Linked DNA regions of Zea mays: region 2 is linked to region 1. Evidence: chromatin contacts called from public Hi-C data. All regions are on one chromosome and are shown on one strand. The core of a region is the stretch at or near the end of the contact, and the rest is flanking DNA. Distances in the headings are between cores, read along the strand shown. Region 1 holds the start of LOC103652912 (probable WRKY transcription factor 24). Region 2 has its middle 18 kb from the start of LOC100193776.

Evidence for each region. Hi-C and Micro-C count contacts between places; a contact is called where the count stands out from the background.
Region 2: a Hi-C map of bundle sheath shows a contact between it and region 1, with 2.3 times the contacts expected there. The contact joins the enhancer-like site here to the promoter of LOC103652912 in region 1. A contact is called at or near these places in 7 of 25 Hi-C or Micro-C datasets (bundle sheath, ear, endosperm and 2 more).

Annotation. Positions count from the first base shown.
Region 1 is chr4:19,557,469-19,560,734 of Zm-B73-REFERENCE-NAM-5.0, reverse strand. LOC103652912 (probable WRKY transcription factor 24) reads left to right here and starts at 1,502. Exons shown (of 2, transcript XM_008679904.4): 1 at 1,502-2,136. The coding sequence starts at 1,664.
Region 2 is chr4:19,671,266-19,674,655 of Zm-B73-REFERENCE-NAM-5.0, reverse strand. No RefSeq gene overlaps it. Among protein-coding and RNA genes, the nearest start is that of LOC100193776, 18 kb to the left of the region's middle. Within about 2 kb of position 1,430, at least 5 of the 20 cell types and tissues checked have an H3K27ac peak or open chromatin away from gene starts, as enhancers often do. A contact at or near this core is called in bundle sheath, where this site is marked.

The sequences.
Region 1 (3,266 bases), core at 253-2,752:
AGGCCAGGCGCGGCGCCCGCCGTCTGCATGGACCGCATGCAAAGCCCTCGACCTGCGTTATTACATTGGCTGTGCATAGCTAGCTCATCGCTAGCTAGACTAGCTCCGTGCCGTTCACGTCAACCAAACACGGAGAGAGGAAGGGAAGGCAAACTCTCCCAGCCTATACTGCCCATCTGATCTGTCTCTCTTTCCTGGTTAGCTACTAGTCTCTTCTTCTGGGACCTAGCTAGCTAGAACATGGATCTCTCTCGCTTAGAGCAAGTATATTAATTAAGAGGTCGTAAACAGGCTAAATGCTAAGGGCTTGTTCATTTCACCATTAATTCATGTAGATTGGATGATATTGAATCGGTTTAAATCCATAACAAGTCAAAATCCATCCAACTGGAATAACAGAACAAGCCCTAAAGTGGATAAGTGAGAATAGAAATAGAACAAGCCCTAAAGTGGATAAGTGAGAATAGAAATGGACTGTAAGTTTATTACAGCCGACTTAGACGCAAGAACCAAAAAAAAAATTATTGTGAGAGAGATAAGTAGATCATGCATTAATAATGAAGAGGTAACTAATATATGGATGGACTAAAGGCTTGTTGGATTACATGGGCTAAAATTTAGCAGGGTGTGCTAAAGCTTAGCCCTATCAAATGGAAAGATAAAATGTTAATAGGTGCTAAAGTTTAGCACTCCATTTTTATCACCTTTTAGCACTCTTCTTTGGATCTCCAAGTGCTAAAATTTAATCAAAATTATAGTACTAAAGTTTAGCACTATGGATCCAAACATACCCTAAGATGTTGGCTACAAAAATCTTTACATACAGCACAAGACGATATTATTAAACTTGCTCTTACACATATAGGGACGACAATTTAACTCGTAAACCCGAAAACCAACAGGTACCCGACATGATGGGTGAGGATACGGACAAAGATTTTGACCCACGGGTGCAACCCGTACCCGACCCGAAGTTGTACGGGTGTGGGTGCGAGTTTCTATTTCAACCCACGGGTGACCCATACGGCCGTACCCTACCCGAAATTTGGTTAATTCTTTATTTTGTGCAAAAATAATTAAGTTACAATAGTAATTATGTTGATTAAGTAACTGGCTAATAATTCATTATATGTTTTGTTGTTGCTCAACGTGAGAAGGCTTAAAATTCATAGATATAACTCAATTATTGCTGGTACTTAATTGTTTATAGCTGAATTGTTGTTCAAAAGTATACACCGAGTAAAACCTCACGGTTGTCCCGAAATCCGACGAGTTCGATGCGGGTTTGGAATTGCCCCACATGTGTAATCGCAGACGGGTTCAGGTAAACTTCACGGGTGGGATTGTGGGCAGGTATTTTCTTCACCCGGCCCATTGCCATCCCTATACACACAAGTCGCTCTCTCATGACGCATGCGTCTGATTTGTGTGGAATGTGTAGCACAGGATCGGAAGCCGCCATTACTAGTCTACGGGCCGGTCAAAGTGAAGGATTTGAGCCAGAAATAAAGTATGGCAGCACGTTAGCATTACCATTATACTAATTAACCCCTCTATATAACCCTGGTTGTAACTTGTAAAACTCTTTCAGCCTCCCCTCCCTCACAAGCTCTCCAGATTCCGCTCCCGGCCGCGCAACTAGCCAGCAGAGCGGCTCTGAGCCATGGAGAATTATCACATGCTCTTCGGACGGCCGTCCACGCAGCCGTCCTCTGCCGCCACCTCCAACTCCTACAACTTCATGCTGCCCACTGCCGGCAGCACCAGCGGCGGCGGCGGCGGCCTGCGCGATCACGATAGAGGCGGCGGCCAGCACAGCGGGCATGCCGGCGGCGTACCGTCGTCCTCTTCCTTCTTCGCGGAGCCGTCCAACACCTCCTCCAAGGACAGTGGCGCAGCAGCTAGCAGCCCTCCTCCAGCCGCAGGTATCGGCCGCGGGGAAGAACCCGCGGCGGGGACGCCACCAGCAGCAGCCGAGGTGGACGGCAGGCTGCAGGCGGGCAAGAGGAAGGGGGAGAAGAAGGAGCGCCGGCCTCGGTTCGCCTTCCAGACGCGCAGCCAGGTCGACATCCTCGACGACGGCTACCGGTGGCGGAAGTACGGCCAGAAGGCCGTCAAGAACAACAAGTTCCCAAGGTTCGTATACGGCCGTGCGCAATTCAGTACAGTCAAAATGTTTTTTCATGCATGGTTTTCAACGACGACTGCTATACTATGCTCGCCGATCCATTTCTGTGGCCGATCATATCGATCGATCGGCCTGCGGTTTTCATTTTTCCGATGCTAGCTGCTTGGGGATTATATTTATTATTTCGATTATTACTGGTCTAATCCGGTGCATGATTCGTTGTTGGTGTCATTAGTAGGGGTTCGGCCGCAGAAAGTAGGTGAGGTGATGGGACGGAGTCCCAGTGAATCTTCCAAGCTCTGCTAGTGGTTGCTTTGCCTGCACATAGGATAAGGACACATCTCCTCCCATCTTCATCTTCATCTTCTAGATGAAAACAACTCCTGGTTTCACATGTTTTCGCTGGGTGTGGGCGTCGATCATTCAATAAATAAATAGGGTCCGATGGCGATCGATTTTGACCGGGAGTTATTTCGTCCACCCACCGGTTTATTAACCGCAGCATATATTCTATTAATCTTTTGCTCTTTGGATATTTATCGATATTGCTTCTTCGTCAGCTGTAGGCTGTAGCTCGAGCTGATTCCTCCGTCGCTGTCTTTACATGCCTCGGAGAATACAAGTGGTTTTTTTCTCTCTCCATTTGACGGTCATAAAGTTCACAGTTTGAGCATGGCTGGAGGTGCTTCAACATTTTAAACACTTCAAAAAAAATTAGACTCAGTGAACTCCATGTAGAAAAAAAACAGCTAACAATACCGAGTAAAGAGAAATGGCCAAGAGTTTATTCATGCGGCCCTTAACAGATGGGATGCATGCTACTAACTGAGAGAACGACCATATTTACAGTTACCTCATGAACAAAATTTGATGTATGCGCATATAGTATTACACTTCTAAAATTGTTATTCATCACTTCTATTGGCTGTGGATTGAACATAGATAAGATTAAAACTGGCCATGCATTTAATGCAACTATGGAGACATGCATTTAGCATTTTTCACTGGTAAGACATAAGCCTGCTGTATTATGCCAAAGTAGCAATAATGATACGTCGTGGTATGAATTTGGGGGAAGGAAATATATATATACTGAAAATTCTAAAATTTGGCGTTCTTTTAATGAAACAATAAGGAA
Region 2 (3,390 bases), core at 181-2,680, 110 kb before region 1:
GCACACATGCATACACTAAGCATAATATCTAGTCTAGATGCACAAAGATAAAACAAAGATCCTATCATAGACGAGTATACCTTTTGATATCTAGACTTACTTCACACGTCGAGGTCAAGATGTCCTTTTGAGTATAATTTTTTGGTGTACCTCTTTTATTGCCCTGAAATCCTTGAAAAGCAATTTAGACATGGTGTTTGAAAGTACTTACCTACCATTGGTTATAAGAAAGAAGTCTAAACTCTGAAGCAGAGCTGCTCCACCCAGAGTTTTGGAGCAGAGCTGCTCTGGAGTGGAGCAGTGCCATACCAAACACCCACTAAGAATAGCAAAGAGAATGGTTAAGGATAATGAAGTAAATGATTTATGGACCATGCTGTCTTTTTTCTTCTGTGCATCCATTCAGCTGAAAGGAAACAGGTTCAAACGACACAGATGAACTATCAAATTAACGCCTTACTGAGCATAATTTACAAGGAACTATATCAACTAGTGGATCACTCATGGCGAATGGAAATGGGGTGAAGCTTCAAGGAGGAAAACTTGCCTGCCTAAACATGTGCTTATCGGTATAGCTGTCAGACAGCATGTACGTACTGGTCATCCGAATCTAGTAAAGATCAGCTACTTTTACAAATTTAGATTTTATGTCAGTTGCGAAATTTCTTGAAGGCACAATGAGACAGAGACTGTTGTGAACAGTTATTTGGCAATGCATGGTGACTTGTGTAGAACGAGGGCGAAAAACGCTAGAAAAAGTTCTACGGAGAGATCATGAATGTTACCGAGCTTTGACTGCTGAGATATATTAGGAACAGTCTGTGATGCCGACACTGTCGAGCTACCGTGATCGTTGAACAGTGCTACTGAAATTTAGATTCAGGAATCCAGCGATAGGCCCCCCCTCTTGCACACATGAGTAGCAAGGATTGCAGAAGGCCTGCCCGTAGCCTGTACGCTTTGAAAGGTGGGGGTCAAGTTTCAGAATGATGGTTTGAGAGTGAATTCCTTTGTTGACATTCACACTGAATAGATTCAGAGAACCATACATTTTGTGCTTAGCACGATACTCTGCTTCAGCTTGACGCCATTCGTCTTATATGTGCAATGTTCAGAAGACGTGATGTAAATATGTAGCCACTTTCTCAAATTAATGAAGTAACCTACTGAGCGTTACTTGTGCCACGTCTTGATATGAGCAAGATAGATCCAATCTATTCTTAGATCTATTCTTCTTGCCTGACTTCTAATAACCCTAATGACCTAGCTAATGACCTCCTACCTCTCATTATATAGAGGTGGTTAACCTAACCCTAATGACCTAGCTAATGGGCTTAGGGCCCATAACAGCCCGTAACACATAGTTACCTGCACAAAAGTGCATGCATGTTCAAATCAACAGAAACTTTTCTTTGCCTTCTAGACTCCTGCTGTCGCCTTCGAGGCTCATCTTTTTCCAACCATCGTAAACCCCACGTGCGCTTATGTCCATGCATGTCACCATATCGGCAGAAATGAAGCAACCAAATTAAGAATCTTGCAAACAGGACACCTCTTCTGATCAGGGCCATTATTGCTTGCTGGTCCATTCGGCCAGGAAGGCTCCAGGAAAGATTTGGTTGAACGGGTCACTAGCTCTCCCTGCTGGATACATTGCTGATGTGTTCTTTTTTCCACATGAAAGAACCTCGCTACCTGTTGGTCTATAATTTATCGTTTTGCTTGTGCTGCTTTGCTTTGGTCTGCTCAGATCAGTACAAGTCATTAAGGTAACCTGCACCTTGTGACTTCTGAAAGAAATTACCAACGGTGGTACATGGAGCTGACCCAGCTGATGTGTCCATCCAGTTATATTATATTGGTGCCGGTTTATGTGGTCTACTTAGGAGATTTGTTCAAGTGAAAACACGATCATTCGATGATGAACATAGCACGTAAGTTCCTTTTCTATTCTGGGACTACTCTAAATTAACTAGAGTGCTAATGAACTAAACAAACCAAACTTTTAAATTACACGAGGATTGTGTGTGTGTGTGTTGGGGATTCATTTTGAATAGTATTGCTTCCTGCAAGATCTGACGACGGTTATATAGCTTCGTGCAGTTTAATGGAGTAGATCATCTACCTTGTCTTAACGATTAAGAAAATAAAAAAATGGCATGTTCTTTGGGTACCTTGAATATTAGTATTGACTTTATTCAGTTGCCAAATTGTCAAGACCGGCCTTATGGGAAACTCTGTGTTGGAAGAAACTTGAAACAAATCTCAAAGGGTAAGGACTGAACTCAGTCGAATAGCGTATGAGAAACTGCTGCCTTTTGGCTCGAAACCGCTGCTACAAACATTGATTTTTGGGGCCGCCACCAGTTTTCAGTTGGCGCGGCAGCGGTTCACTTGCCAACAATCCCCCTATAACGGCGGTAACTGCGTACTGCAAAAGTCAGCCTTGTCAACAAATGGAGCCAACCTTGTCAACAAATAGATTAACAGAGATAGCTGCTATTATTAGCCAGTGGCGGATCCGAAAATAGATGAAAAAGGGGGCTAAATTATGTATTGGAGAGACTAAACATGACCCCACAATTTGAATTAACGGAATCGTTGTGGAGAGGATGCGCGAATTACATGGACCTGTAGCCTGTTACCATGCATCAACAATTATGAAGCTTTCTTCCCATCACTATGCTAAAATTACTATAAAATAGTATACAGTAACAACTTTGTCAAGATATAAAACTAAAATTATAATAGAAAATCATCACTGTAACGCCACCTGCGTGGCGGCTGAAAACGACAAGTGGTGCCACCTCGAGTTCAACTGCGCAGACGTAAAACAAAGACCAAATAGACGTGCGTATGTTGCCCGGACTAACGGCTACTCACATAGAGTGTATGTTCACTTTATAGATCATCTTTGTGATATGACAGATTAGCTGGCCGGGTAGAAATGATAGAAGCAGGAAAGATCGAACTCCGAGGAGACACGGGTTGCTGGACCGTGGCTACAGCCCCGGTCCTAGATCCGCCTCTGTTATTAGCCACCCTAAATTTAGATCAATTTTTAGGATTGGTCGGTAATACCAGTTGACAGTTGTCCATAGTAATTATTTTATATGGGCCAGCTCGTGATTGAGCCGCTCCTAACAATGTTTCAGTCTATATAGCAGCACTCATTCTTCCTCCTGGGATCACTATTGGCGCCTTTTTAGACCAAATATCAGTGATCCCTAGGATCTGCAAGCGGCATGTAGGACCATACTTCTCTACGGGTTGGCAAACCGTCTGCGATAGGTCACTGGACGTCCCATGGTTGGAAACCAGACCGTTCACGATGGTGTAGATAACTCGGCTCTTCTCCGTAGGCGCGCGGGCCGTCCGCGATGCGCAGAG